Linked DNA regions of Cyprinus carpio: region 2 is linked to region 1. A link is a contact called in public Hi-C data. All regions are on one chromosome and are shown on one strand. The core of a region is the stretch at or near the end of the contact, and the rest is flanking DNA. Distances in the headings are between cores, read along the strand shown.

What was found. A called contact is a pair of places that touch in the nucleus more often than the background predicts.
Region 2: a contact with region 1 is called in a Hi-C map of skeletal muscle, with 3 times the contacts expected there. The contact joins the promoter of LOC109080247 here to the enhancer-like site in region 1. A contact is called at or near these places in 5 of 8 Hi-C or Micro-C datasets (liver and skeletal muscle).

The regions. Positions count from the first base shown.
Region 1 is chrA20:19,631,453-19,638,131 of ASM1834038v1, forward strand. LOC109080220 (protein enabled homolog) reads right to left here. Exons shown (of 15, transcript XM_042778022.1): 5 at 1,228-1,583. Among protein-coding and RNA genes, the nearest start is that of lbr, 19 kb to the left of the region's middle. Within about 2 kb of position 4,824, at least 1 of the 8 cell types and tissues checked has an H3K27ac peak or open chromatin away from gene starts, as enhancers often do. A contact at or near this core is called in skeletal muscle, where this site is marked.
Region 2 is chrA20:19,705,515-19,712,495 of ASM1834038v1, forward strand. LOC109080247 (signal recognition particle 9 kDa protein-like) reads left to right here and starts at 2,365. Exons shown (of 3, transcript XM_019095333.2): 1 at 2,365-2,526; 2 at 2,809-2,877; 3 at 2,960-3,445. The coding sequence starts at 2,365. The coding sequence ends at 3,079. It overlaps LOC109080243 (epoxide hydrolase 1-like), which reads left to right and starts at 3,911. Exons shown (of 9, transcript XM_042778026.1): 1 at 3,911-4,046; 2 at 5,800-5,996; 3 at 6,102-6,282. The coding sequence starts at 5,811.

The sequences.
Region 1 (6,679 bases), core at 3,574-6,073:
GTATGCAATGTGATGTGATGAACTCAATACAGACCCTTATTATATAGTTACCTTATTTAGTTTCTTACCGAAAGTTCCTGGTCTTTTTGTGAACAATTCATCTGCGCATGTTATTTTAAATCCCCCCCCCATTTGTGTTGATGATTGCTAAAGATCCATAGCCTCTCTCTACTGTAAATTCTCGAGTTCTGGCAGGTTAACCCATAATCCTAGTGGGCTGTACACAGGACAGCATGAGGGAAATGTGGTTAGTGTGTGCAGCTCTCCTTGAGTTTCGTCATCTTTCAAGCTGTTGATTCAGACTCTTCCAACATACTGACAGATGGACACGTCAGGAGAAGATCGCCTATTGATATATTAAGACGCAAGTAGGTACTGACCCTTCCTTTATATAAACAACAGCCTTACGTAGAACTAGAGGCCAAGTACATACTAAAAATGTTTTTTACAGCAAGAACAACAAAAGGAAACATCCAAACCAGAGATGCACAACATCGGATATCAGTGGAATTTATTCATTTAATTTTTATCTGTGATGTCCATTATTGGATATTAACTTTTGGTCACTTGTTTCCGCCAATTTTTAGATGTTAAATTATGCTTAAATCTTAGAGGGATAAGTCTAGATCACAAAAGATTTAACCCTTTAAGAACATTGCAATCTTATAATACACAATTTACCTTTTTATTCAAACAAACTTTTTTCTTTATCAGATCCCCAAATTAATATTTATCCATATTTCATATTGCATATTATATTGTTGTTTATTCACTCAAGTATCGCAACACTGATTTAACATCAACAAGAACAGCACTGATTTTAGTTTTTTTGTGAATGTGGCGAGTTATTTTTTAGACAAAATAGTACAGATTTTTAAACCGTTGTTTATTGGTTATTAGCCACGGCACAGAAATCAGCCAGAATTGTAACATCAGTGCATACCCAGTCCGAACGCATTGTAAACTTTAAGGAAAAATTGTTTTTGAAAATGAAATTTCAAGGGTATAATAACTGCAACACTGTAAGAAATGATTTCTGATTGACACTAACAGCATTTCACAGGCATTTGCATGCTAAGCATAGTGTACGACAGAAGAAAAGCCACTTGTATTGTTAGTTTGTGTTAAAATCTCACTCATTTTTTGATTCCAGCCCGTCTTGTCTACATCTTATCTGTCAATTCTATCCATTAAAAGACGTTAAAAAGAGAAAATAAAGATGCTCACCGGCGTTGGAGATGCGTCTCCCTCTCTCCCAGTCCATCTGCTCTCTGTCCAGCTGCTCTTGGTGCTCCCTTTCTTGCTTCTCTCTCTCAGCACGCTCTCTTTCCATCAGCTCCCGCTCGGCATGCTCCCGTTCCTGGCGTTCTCGCTCTAGCTGCTCCTGCTCTTGACGCTCACGCTCGAGGCGCTCCTGACGTTCCTGCTCGTTACGTTCCCTCTCCAGACGTTCTCGCTCCAGACGCTCCCGTTCCTGACGCTCCCGTTCTAGCATCTCTCGTTCCTGCCGTTCCCGCTCTAGCCGCTCTCGCTCCAGTCGTTCCCTCTCTTGCTCCTTCTGACGCTGGAGCTCTTGCAGCTGCCTGAGGACATATGAGAGTAGAAGGTAATGCGTGAGTGCACAGTGAACCTACAACTTTTCAATTTCCAGGTAAGACCTTTAACAAGTTTGCCACACCACCCCAGTATCAGATTCTGATTTGGTTTTGGTACAATGTACAATACAATTTAAAAGTCTAGATCAATAATAATAATAATAAATATTATTATTATTTTAACATTTAACACAACATTTAGCAATAAATCAGCATATTAGACTGATTTCTGAAGGATGATGTGACACTGAAGACTGGAGTAATGGCTGCTGACAATTCAGCTTTGTCACCACAGGAATGAAATACATTTTAAAATATATTAAAAACATTTAGTTTAAATTGTAATTACTTCACAATAGTACTGTTTTACTGTAATGCAGTCTTGGTGAGCATAAGAGACTTATTTCAAGAACATTTAAAAAAAAAAATCTTACAGTCCCCAAATTTTTTAGTCTCTGCCTATTGAAATAAACGGGCTGTTGGGGGAATTAACAAGATGGCCTTAAAGGGCCTTTGGGACATATTCAATAAGAAAGGCTTTTATAGATGACAAATAAAAATGAATTGCTTTCTTCCAGATACTGAGACAGATGCTGAGACAGACACTGGAATACAAGCAGCGCAGTACATCATATCCTACACTAGAGGGCAGCACACTCAAATGGGTAACAAGAGGTGTAAGAAGTGCCAACTTCAGCATCCAGACCAGCTCGCCTGCAGATGTTCTGCTAAGTAAGGGTTTATGAAAGATTTGCTTGTCTGTCCTCTTGTGCTTAATCAGCATCCAGCACATCCTCATGCCCAGAATTTCAGTGTGTAATTACATTAGAGAGCCAGAGACATTTGGACTGTGGACATCGGGGACAGTAAATGAAGAAAAACGGGCTGTTTGCAGCTCTGGCGCTGAAGAAGGACAGATGGACCTAACTCGAAGACGAGGGGTTGGACAAATTGGAGAGCATTCATGAATGAAAGCAAAAGAGCCTAACAATATGAAGAGCCATCATGTAAGGTTCTTCTTCCAGACTGTCCTTAAAGGGATACTCCACCCCAAAATGAAAATTTTGTCATTTATCACTTACCCCCACGTTGTTCCAAACCCTTAAAAGCTTTGTTTGTCTTCGGAACACAATTTAAAATATTTTGGATGAAAACCGGGAGGGCTGTGACTGTCCAATAGACTGCCAAGTAAATTACACTGTCAAGGTCCAGAAAAGTATGAAAGACTTCATCAGAAAACTCCATCTGCCATCAGTGGTTCAACCGTAACGTTATGAAGCAACAGGAACACTTTTTGTAAGCAAAGAAAACAAAAATAATGACTTTATTCAACAATTCCTTATTCAAAAACATCTCATCCTTGTCTCTCCACATCACTGTATGCTGCGTATGCTCTTCTGTATCAGCCACGCCACAAGGCGCTGTTTTCTTTCAAATCAAGGCTAAATACATGTAGAAACAGCGCATCCTTGTGGCGTGGCTGATACAGAAGAGCATACGCAGCATACGGTGATATGGAGTATTCTCATCACTTCATAATGTAACGGCTGAACAACTGATGGCAGATGGACTTTTCTGACGATGTCTTTCATACTTTTCTGGACCTTGACAGTGTAACTTATTTGGCATTCTATGGGACAGTCACAAGCCTCCCGGTTTTCATCCAAAATATCTTAAATTGTGTTCCGAAGATGAACGAAGCCTTTACAGGTTTGGAACAACATGGGGGTAAGTGATTAATGACAAAATTTTCATTTTGGGGTGGAGTAACCCTTTAACATGTTTTTCATCATTTTACTTCAAAGAAACATTAACCAAAAATTAATTCTGTCATTACTAACAATCAAGTTGTTTCAAACATGCTATAACAGTATAGGGGCATTTCTAATGGCAAGAGGAAAAGCTGTGGAGTGAATGATGAGACAATTTTAAAAATAGTTTGTGAAATCAGAAAGCTGTCATGGGAAACTGGATAGATGATAAACAACACATCATCAAGGTCTTGTCATCAAAGTTTGCATTAAAACAGATGATCCTGCTCTCCCACATGTCTTTTTGTATCAATGGGCATACCTGATGTCATTTCCTGGGAACTTGCCAGACACACCTTCCACTCAGCATGAGTGTCATCATCACCATGACAAATACCAGCATAGGTGCAGTGACATCATGCCTCCACATGTTTCCAAAGAAGAAAACAAGATGGGAAAACCACACCTCAATCCAAGACCCATTTAGAAGAGCAAGTTTATGCCTAAGGCTCCAACGAATGCAGTCACACCTGAATCGATAGTCACTCCTGCTCTCTCATCAGTTCTGTCATTCAAATATAATACAAACAAAAAAATATCATTATCAAGTAACTGCAACACACTCTCTAAACTACTGGGTCATTCACATTTATAAACCCATCCAAAACAAATACAAAACAAGATCAGTATCAAATATTTTATTTTTCATTTAATAAAATTCTGCATTTGCATATGTACATTTGATTAAATACTGAACAATATTTGCATCATCACTTGCCTTAAAAACATTACAAACCACTCCTACTCTAGCAACTGTTGTCATCTGCCTTATTATCAGGCTCTTTTCTACTGAAGTTTACCGAATATATCCAGAAATATAGTAAAACACTGTCTAGGCACTTAAAATAGTGACACAATGTACTTTACCCTGTTTTTGAGTTGGGGGCATGTTAGCAAGAAAATATGGCGGACACAACAGATGCAGCATTTATATTGCTGGCAAATTCATTACAAATTAGCACCACAAATTATTATTTTTTATATTTAATATGAAACTAAGTAAGGTGTCTTAACAAGGGTCGATTCTTGAACATCTGAAATGGATAGAACAAATGCAACTGGGTTTAGTCGAGGGGGAATAAAACTATACAGAGCTATCAGTGAATCCACAAGGGCTACTATGAAAATCTTCTGAAAGGAGCTTCCATATGCTTGGTCTACTGCCCGAGTTCTCTATATCTGCTTAATTTAGTAGCCTTGTTTCACAGTTGTTCTTGTACCTGGCTTCCCAGAGGATGTATTCTGAGCCACTCCATTATGAAATGCTGTTGAGGCATGGATTGCTGAGAGCGTGTCCCACTTCCCCCAAAATCCCTGCTGAGCCTGAGCCAAGCTCTCAGAGATGTAATTAAAGAGCAGAGGAAGCCTTGTTTATATCTGTGATCATATACTACCCCAAAAGACCATGGCAGCCATACCGGAGCCATCCATAAGTCATCCCTGAATAGGGATTTAGTGCAAGCACCCTACAGAGATAGGGTCAAATGGATATGTGATATGAGAGGCCTATATTTAATTTCCATGACACATATGGGTTAGGCGAGGTTAACTTTTCATGATGCAATTGCCGTGCAATCCCAGTGATCCTACAGGGGTGGAGAGGTCATAATAATATCAAGGGCTTCTTGTTTTCGGAAGCTGCTGAAAATAAACCTAGAACAAACATCACTTTAAACCAAACTGGCATTTGACCAACAGGAAAAAAGGATTTATGGGATCAAATGTGTGCGCTCCTTGTTTCTTAAATAAGAACGACACCCCAGACCTGTTTGCAAGTTCAGTTCGCACCATTTCGGTTGAGAGCTTTATTTGTGCGTAATCCTATTGGACACATATACATTCCCTGGCATAGGAGATCACAACATTCTGAAATAACGAGCAGCACAAACACTTAAAATTAGAAGCGGGCCCTGCTCTCTCAGGCAAGAGACTGGAAGGGGCCAAAATACGGGGTTGAGGGGTTCAGCATCCTGGGCTGCTACACTAAGAGCTTACTTTAGTAGGCCTTTTTTGATTTTCATATGTATCGGAACTTTCTGACCATGTCAGGTAAACAAGCACTCTAGTTCTTCAACATTCCAGTGCAATTATGTAATAATCCTTTTCAACAAAACACGTGGTCACTTAAAAGTATGGTTTTGTTCCACTGTAATGACAGTGAAGCATGACAGGGATTGTTCTCATATTTTGGAACAGAACCAGAGACACTTGTCAAAGGGTCATCCAATATTCTGTCAAGAAGTTAAACCTGACACAGAGTCGGCAAGTCAAGAACTGTATATAAAAATTAGAAAAACAATGATCAAATAGCAGACATTTGATCAAAAACAATATCAGTTTGGAATCTACGTTAATTAAGGGCAATGGAAAAACTACAAGCAATGCAAAATTTCCTTACTTCCCCCCCTCAAACACCCCGTTCTCGAACATGGAATAAGGGCTTAAAAGATGATAAACATGCAGCAGATCCATTTATTGGCGTCTCCGTTCCTGACATCAGTTACCAAGGAAACAGTAGCGAAGAGAGTGTAGGCGGTTCACAGCCTGATTCAGAATGTCTTCCAACAACTTACTACAACAGATTCTAAAGGCAGTATGACTTCATTGGATTTTTAAAACATTGGTCATAATACAATAGAAAATACAGGAAAATAAGATACAGAAAAATCTTTTTTTTTTCAAAACAAAACATAAAATTATTTATTGCATAGAAAAACAATTACATTGGTACATGTCAAGTCGTTACATTACCCTACTATAAAATACTCTATTAGGAATCCTATTTGTGGAGTATTTTGTCTAATTTTACTGGAAAAAAAATAAAATAAATAAAATTAAATAAATAAATAAAAAATCTTATCTTACCTGTCTTCAGAGATTCTATCTTTACAAGTGTGTTTTGTTCTACTGCACTAGCAGATTTTTTCACCTATTTTAAATATAAAGTAATATATGTATATAGATAGATATATAGATAGATAGATAGATAGATAGATATATATATATATATATATATATATATATATATATATATAAATATAAAATACACTTACAATCTATGAAAACACTTTAATATCTTTGTTAGATTTAAGTAAATTCAACTTTTTAGGATTTAAAAAAATATTTTACTGGTCAAAAAACAACTCATTTAAAACTCATTTACTTCTAACTCATTAAGAAGTAATGTATGTGAAGTTGTGTATATCATTTCCAACTTGAAGACACCAAAATGCTGATGGAAGATTAGTGGTATAGAAGAAAATCATGAGCAGT
Region 2 (6,981 bases), core at 1,115-3,614, 72 kb after region 1:
TTTTCCACAACATTCTAATTTATTGAGATGCACCTGTATATGGATAAATACGAACTGTATGTATTTATATACAGTGGGTATAGAAAATAATCACCCCCTTTAAAATAATCACATTTTGAAGGCTTTGCAGCCTGAAATGAAGATGGACACCATTTTCCAACTCTATTTACTCATAATAACATCCAAGTGAAACATATAACACCAACATGTCAGAAGAAAAAAAATAAACAGAATCACTGAGTTAGAAAAGGGATCATCTCCCTCCTAAAAAATGATTTGTAAACTCAATCAGTTGTAGCTAATCTCTGTCTCAATGGCACAGAAAGAAATTTGACTTTCAACTGTGATCATCAGTGGTCATTTTGATTAGCTGAAAAAGAGCATGAAAAGAGCTTTCCTGGAGCATTTCATTCCTTGGTGGTGCAACTGAAGCAAACGATCAACTATGGGTGGCAAGATCTCCGGAATAAAGTTGTGGACAGGCACAAGCCAGGAGATGGATTTCTAAAAAAAAAATCAAAGGTTTTATCAATGCCTAGAAGCACAGAGAAGTCTGTTATTAAGAAGTGGAAGGTATTTGGTACAACACAGATCCTCCCTGGATCAGGACGTCGCTCCAAACTAGATGAAAGAGCCAGGAGGAAACTGGTCAGAGAGAATACCAAGAGTTGCAGGAATTTATGACAAAGAGTGGTGTGCATGTGACAACAATATCATAAATTCTCCACAAATGTGGCTTGTCTGTGAAGGTTGCAAGAAAAAATCCACTCCTCAAGAAAGACCACATGCAGTCATGACTGAGCTTTGTCAAAACACACCTTGAAGATTCTGAGGCAGATGAGACTAAAATTTAATTATTTGGCCTCAACACAAATGATATGTCTGACAGAAATCCAATACAGCTCAGCATCCAAATAACACCATTCCAGTAAAGCATGGAGGTGGTAATATCCTGTTATGGGATGTTTTTCTGCAGCAGTGACTGGAGCACTTATCAGGATAAAATGGAAAAATGAATGGGGCAAAATACCATCAAATTCTTGAGGAAAATCTGCTGCCCTCTGCCAGAAAGTTGTCAATTTGAAGAAGGTTTCCTTTCCAACATGACATTGGCCCAAAGCACACAGCAAAACTGACGACACAGTGGATGAAGGAGAAAAAGTTGAATGTCCTTGCATGGCCTAGTCGGAGCCCAGACTTAAACCCCACTGAAAATCTGTGGAATGACTTAAAGACGGCGGTCCACAAACGGTCACCATCAAATTTAACTGAACTTGAGCAGTTCTGCAAAGAAGAGTGGGCAAATATTGCAAAGTCTAGATGTGCAGAGTTAGAGACATTTCCCAACAGACTAAAAGCTGTATTTAAAGCAAAAGGTGGTTCAACAAAATACTGACACAAGCGGGTGATCCTCTTTCCAACTCTTTTTTTTCCTAACATGTTGGTGTTATATCTTTCACTTGGATGATATAAGTTCCACTGAGTAAATACAGCTGAATAAAACAAAAACCATGTCTGTCTTCATTTCAGACTGCAAAGCAAAAAAATTTGACTATTTTAAAGGTGCCTGGTTCTTTTCTTTACCTACTGTATATGTGGCTTGGGTATATGACTGAATGCAAAATGAAAGGGATATTATTTTGAATACAATTTCAAAATTTGTGTAAATTGCACCTTTAAAAAAAAGCCTACACTGCCATCTACCGGTACTTTCTTATACAGTTTAGTACACATGCATATTTGAACAAAACATTCTCGTGCTTTAGTCTCAGGACCCGTGTATAGTTTTATCCGTCCCACAACTGTATGTCATTGCTATTTAGAATTTATGCATTCTAAGTACAATGTACATCTCTTTGAACTCACGTGTCGTTTCAAATAAATTCTAAAAAAGAAAACATAATGTTGTGCAAAACAACTACGCTCAGTTTTAAAGATAAATATTATAAAATGTATGACAGTTCTTATATATTCCTCTAGGCAGAGGGCGCATGAATAGCACGTGTAATAGTTTATCTGTTATTCTAAGGGACATGTAACTAACATAACTACTGAACTCCGATTTAGCAATTACTATAAAAATGATTTTAAATACAGTCATCACAAATACTATGATTGATCCACCCAGCGCCGCGAAATGAAACAAGTACCACGTGACAAGCTCCGCCCGTTTTTCTACCCATTTAACGCTGGTCATTCCACAGTTCCACACGCGCATTCTATTCCTATGAACCAATCACGAGCCTCAAATCCGACACGTAGACTACGTAGTGTGTACGCATCAGTGTGCATGTTTTCTATTTGCCAGTTCAGCTGCCGACCAATCAGAGTGCATTTTTCTACGACTGAAGGTGGCCATATTTTATGCCACCTGGGTTTTGCTTCAAACAGCTGTATTTTGCTACGCCGTTAAAATATTTAATAAGATACCCTTTATTTACGGTTTATGACATCATGCCTTATTATCAGACGTGGGAAGAGTTTGCGCGAGCGGCAGAAAAGCTTTATTTGACGGATCCGATGAAGGTAACTGATAAACAACCTCTTAGTCTGAGGCTGCTGGCTACAGGCACAGCTCATGTTCACATATTTTACAGTCAAAAGCAACTTATTCAAATTTTTGGAAATGTGTTTTAGAGTAAATTTGATATGTCGTCTGTGCGTAAAATATATGATGTCATGTATATATTGCGTCTAAATGCAACTGTCGGGCAGAGAAAGGCTGCTGTATAAGCCCTGAAATGTACTTAACTGAACGTGTACTGTACTTGAATGTACGTAACTGTTTTGTTAATGTTATTTTTTCAGGTAAGAGTGGTTCTGAAATATCGACACTGTGATGGAAATCTATGTCTGAAAGTCACAGATGATGCTGTGGTAAGTTTTGAGCTCCTGCAAATATACGGTTTTGTCTGTGGTCTTGTGTAGGTCACGTTGTTTTGACTATGTTTTCTTTTAGTGTTTACAGTACAAAACTGACCAGGCCCAAGATGTAAAGAAGATCGAGAAACTGCATGGGAAGCTGATGAGATTAATGGTCTCCAAAGAGTCCCACAGTGGAGCCATGGAAACAGACTGAATGAATCAAAGGACCTGTTGGGATTGGACAGTTGTTTGTTGCTCAGTACTACTGGCAGTGAAAAGAGATGGACCTGCAGGAGGATGGAGATCAAGTTTGGTTGATGTATAGTGACTGTTTACTGAGAATGTTTAAGATTATGCTCGTTTGGAGAGCAAGCAGCGAGAACATCCTACAAGAGGCTGATTTCTGTGTTCCTGTTTGGAGATCGGACAATGTCATAATGATCATACAGCTGTTTTCATTTGGTCTGCCTATTATTTTATGTTTGGAGAAAGTACGTTTTAACTGCGACAACATTTAAGAAAACAGTTTGAAGCAGGACCTTCTTCATTTCTTAGATTACAATAAAATCCCAGTCCTGAAGTTTGTATATCCATGCATGAACAACACACACACCCAAATTTTTTTTTTTGTTTTATTATTATTATTTTATTTTACTCTACAAGCATTACTGTCTACAAATAATGAGTGTTTTAAAATCATTTAAAAAGCAGTTGTTGTTTATTTCAATATTTGGCAATATGCTTCTGTCCAAAAAACTGTTTTTTCTTAAGATAAGAGAACAGCTGTGAAGGGTGTCAGTTTTATAACAACTACAACTACTCCAAGTTCTCAAAATTGTAACGTAGTTTTTGAACTATTTAAATTTTCGGTTTTATATCTAATTTTACTGAAACTTCTGTTTTGGTTGATAGATGCAATTTATTGTTTACAGGAAATCTGGCCTACCTGCTTAGGATGACCTACCAGTAGTTTACCCCCTTAAACGGTCATGTTTAAAATAGCAACTTGGGTTCCTCAGGCGGACAAAAATCGTGTGAGGATGTACAGCCACTGTGGTAAATGTTAAGACATGGATGCAGAATAAATCTCTCTCTATAAGCTACAACCATGGATATCGTATTTTGTGAGTAGGCCATGCTGAGCAGGGAGATTTTTTTCAGCGCTGTCATCGTTCTTTAAGGTAACCTACACAAATGTTATCATGACACCAATATGTTAGTTTAACAAACTAACGGATATAAATTGTAGTGAAACATAAGTGTATTATTACCTCAGAAAACCCAGCGTGCGCTGCTCTAGTCAACTGTAACAGGCAAAACGTCTCGTGCTTCACATCTGTTTCTTCCATACACGAAGCCAAAATAATATCACAAATTACCATGGTTCAATTATATTTGTAAAACGTTTTCTTTTGGTTACATTTTAAATATTTTGATTTCTAGAACGACTTATTGCAAAAGGTTATTACCTAATTACAATCACAACATTGTGAAAAAAAAAAACAGACTCTTGCAATCACAGACAGGTGGTGTAAAACTCTCGAAGTAATTGAAAGATCCTGTGCCGCGAACTTTAAATATTTCACATACATTTGAAACTCCAGTGTTTAGTTGATCTTGATAAGCGTTCGTCGTCACACCTGTAAATACTACGGCTTTCTTCTTTCTTGAGGGGGTTTGGCACAACGGTATCTTTGTTTCCGGACAGAACGTTAAAGAAACGTAGACTATAAAAACGCGAAACACACGTCTCTCGGAAATCCTGTAGAATTCAACCAATCCGATGACGACTTCGACACTCCTGAAGTGTTTCCACTTTTCATATGATCATATGATGTCTATGATATGCATCATACGTTTAGCCAACGATCCGTGGGAGTGACGTCTACTTACTTTGCTACTTATTGAGGTGAGTGTGCTTCATGTCTGGTGTTTTTAATCATGACGTTTTTGCAGAATTAAGCTAGTTTTTCATTAATATTAATCCAAAGCAACAGCATATCAATCGGTTAACGTGTTGCTATAGCACGTTCTGTACATGTGTAATTATGATTATCAAATCACTGGTTATGCTTGCACTTCCTCGTTCAATAATAAGTTTATTAAGGTAAATGCAATTAAGAAGTCACTACTGTGCATGTTATTTTAGCTACTTGATGGTTCATATTTTTTTTCTTTCAAGAAAAAGACTAAAAAAAGAGTTGCTTATTAGTCTCTTACTAGAATTCCACTAAAATTATTTAGCCTCAGATTAAAATAATTATTCAGATATTTAAAAAAAAAATTGTTTGTGTAGAAAAAGTAATATGTCAGGTGAATTTATGATATTTATGTGAATAATACATAATTAAAAGAACAGCCCACATTCTGACATTCCTGTTTACAGGGTGTTTAGTGTGCGTTGGGAGTTAGACAGAGAAGTGCTTTGTCATGAATTGTTCCCCAGATGTTGTAACCACAGAGCTTTGTCCATCCTAATCCCAGTGCTGGGAATGCTGTGCAGCAATAAACCTTTGCTCCATTTTCCTGCATGCATGCAATAAAAGCATGTTGCTTACCCTTACCAAAAAGTAGTATACTTCAAGTTTATTTTATTAAGTATACTTAAGTATAGTTCAAGTATATTTAGACTTTTTGTAAGTATAAGTCAAGTATACTTAAATGTCATTTTAAGTATATTTCTGAGAAGTACATAAAGCCCATTTCTGAGAAGTACATAAAAAGTAAACTAAAAGCATACTTTCCTATTTTTTGTTTAAAAGAAGTATACTAATAGCACACTTGAATAAACTTCTTTTTTGTAAGGGTAGTGCTCGTATAAAAGGTTCAGACTCTTCAAGGGGTGATCCATGAGCTAACTATCATCATTTCTACCTTGCGCAAGACACTCCAGCTTACTCCAAGGAGATAAACATGTTATTTGCTTCATTCTAGGACCTTAAACCATGTACATCGAGTTGGCAGTGGCATTGGGGCTCGGAGTTGTGGTAGCCCTGGTATTCCTGAAGAAAAGAAGAAAGAGTGTCCTTAAAGCACATGATGGGTGGTGGGGTGTGGGAGCTTGTCCCCAAGGACCCGAGGACGACAGTATCCGCCCTTTCAGAGTTGAAACAACTTCAGAAGAGATTGAGGTAATTCCTGATGTCATGATCAGAATAAAATTTCATATAGATGTTTCACTGGAAATACATTTTGGTGTGTATTGTCTGTAGCAAAATCTCCTTTATTATCTTTAGGATCTACACCGCAGGCTAGATCAGACCCGCTCCTTTCCTTCTCTTGAAGACAGTCAGTTTAACTATGGCTTTAACTCCAAATACCTTGAGAAGGTTGTGTCTTATTGGAGGAATGATTTCAACTGGAGAAAACAAGTGGATAAGCTAAACAAATACCCTCATTTCAAAACCAAAATCGAAGGTGAGCCCTGACTAGTACACAGCCATAGTAATGGTATGATTTTTTGGCGCTATTCAGCATTACATCACTTGTTCATTAATGGATCCTCTGCAGTGAATGGGTACCGTCAGGATGAAAGTCCAAATGAGCTGATAAAACATCACAATAATCCATGAGTAATGCACACAACTCCAGTCCATCAGTTAACATCTTGTGAAAAGCTGTGTGGTTAAGATTTTTAAACCTCACTCCCATCTGGGTCACTGCGCCAATGTAACACCTCTGGTCCTAACCACCCCGCTCCGAGCAGAACTCAAACCTGGGTTGCTGGCATGGAAGGTATGCATGCTAACAAGGATGCTAAAGACCGCAGCCTCTAGCATCAGTCACTAGTGCGCCTCTTGAGATCAGGGGAGTGAGGTTTACCTGCACAGCTCTTACCAGCTGGCCTCCATTTCACTTTAAGTTAAAAAAACATCTTGAAAAATTTGCTTCTTTCAAACACAAAGCTTTTTGCTTCAAGACATTAATTGATCAACTGGAGCCATGTGGATTATTGTGATGTTTTATCAGCTGGTTGAACTCATTTTGATGACACCCATTCACTGCAGAGGATCCTTTGGTAGGTAAATGATGTAGTGCTAAATTTCTCCAAATCTGATCTGATGAAGTAACAAACTCATCTAAATCTTGGATGATATGAGGTTGATTAAATTTTCA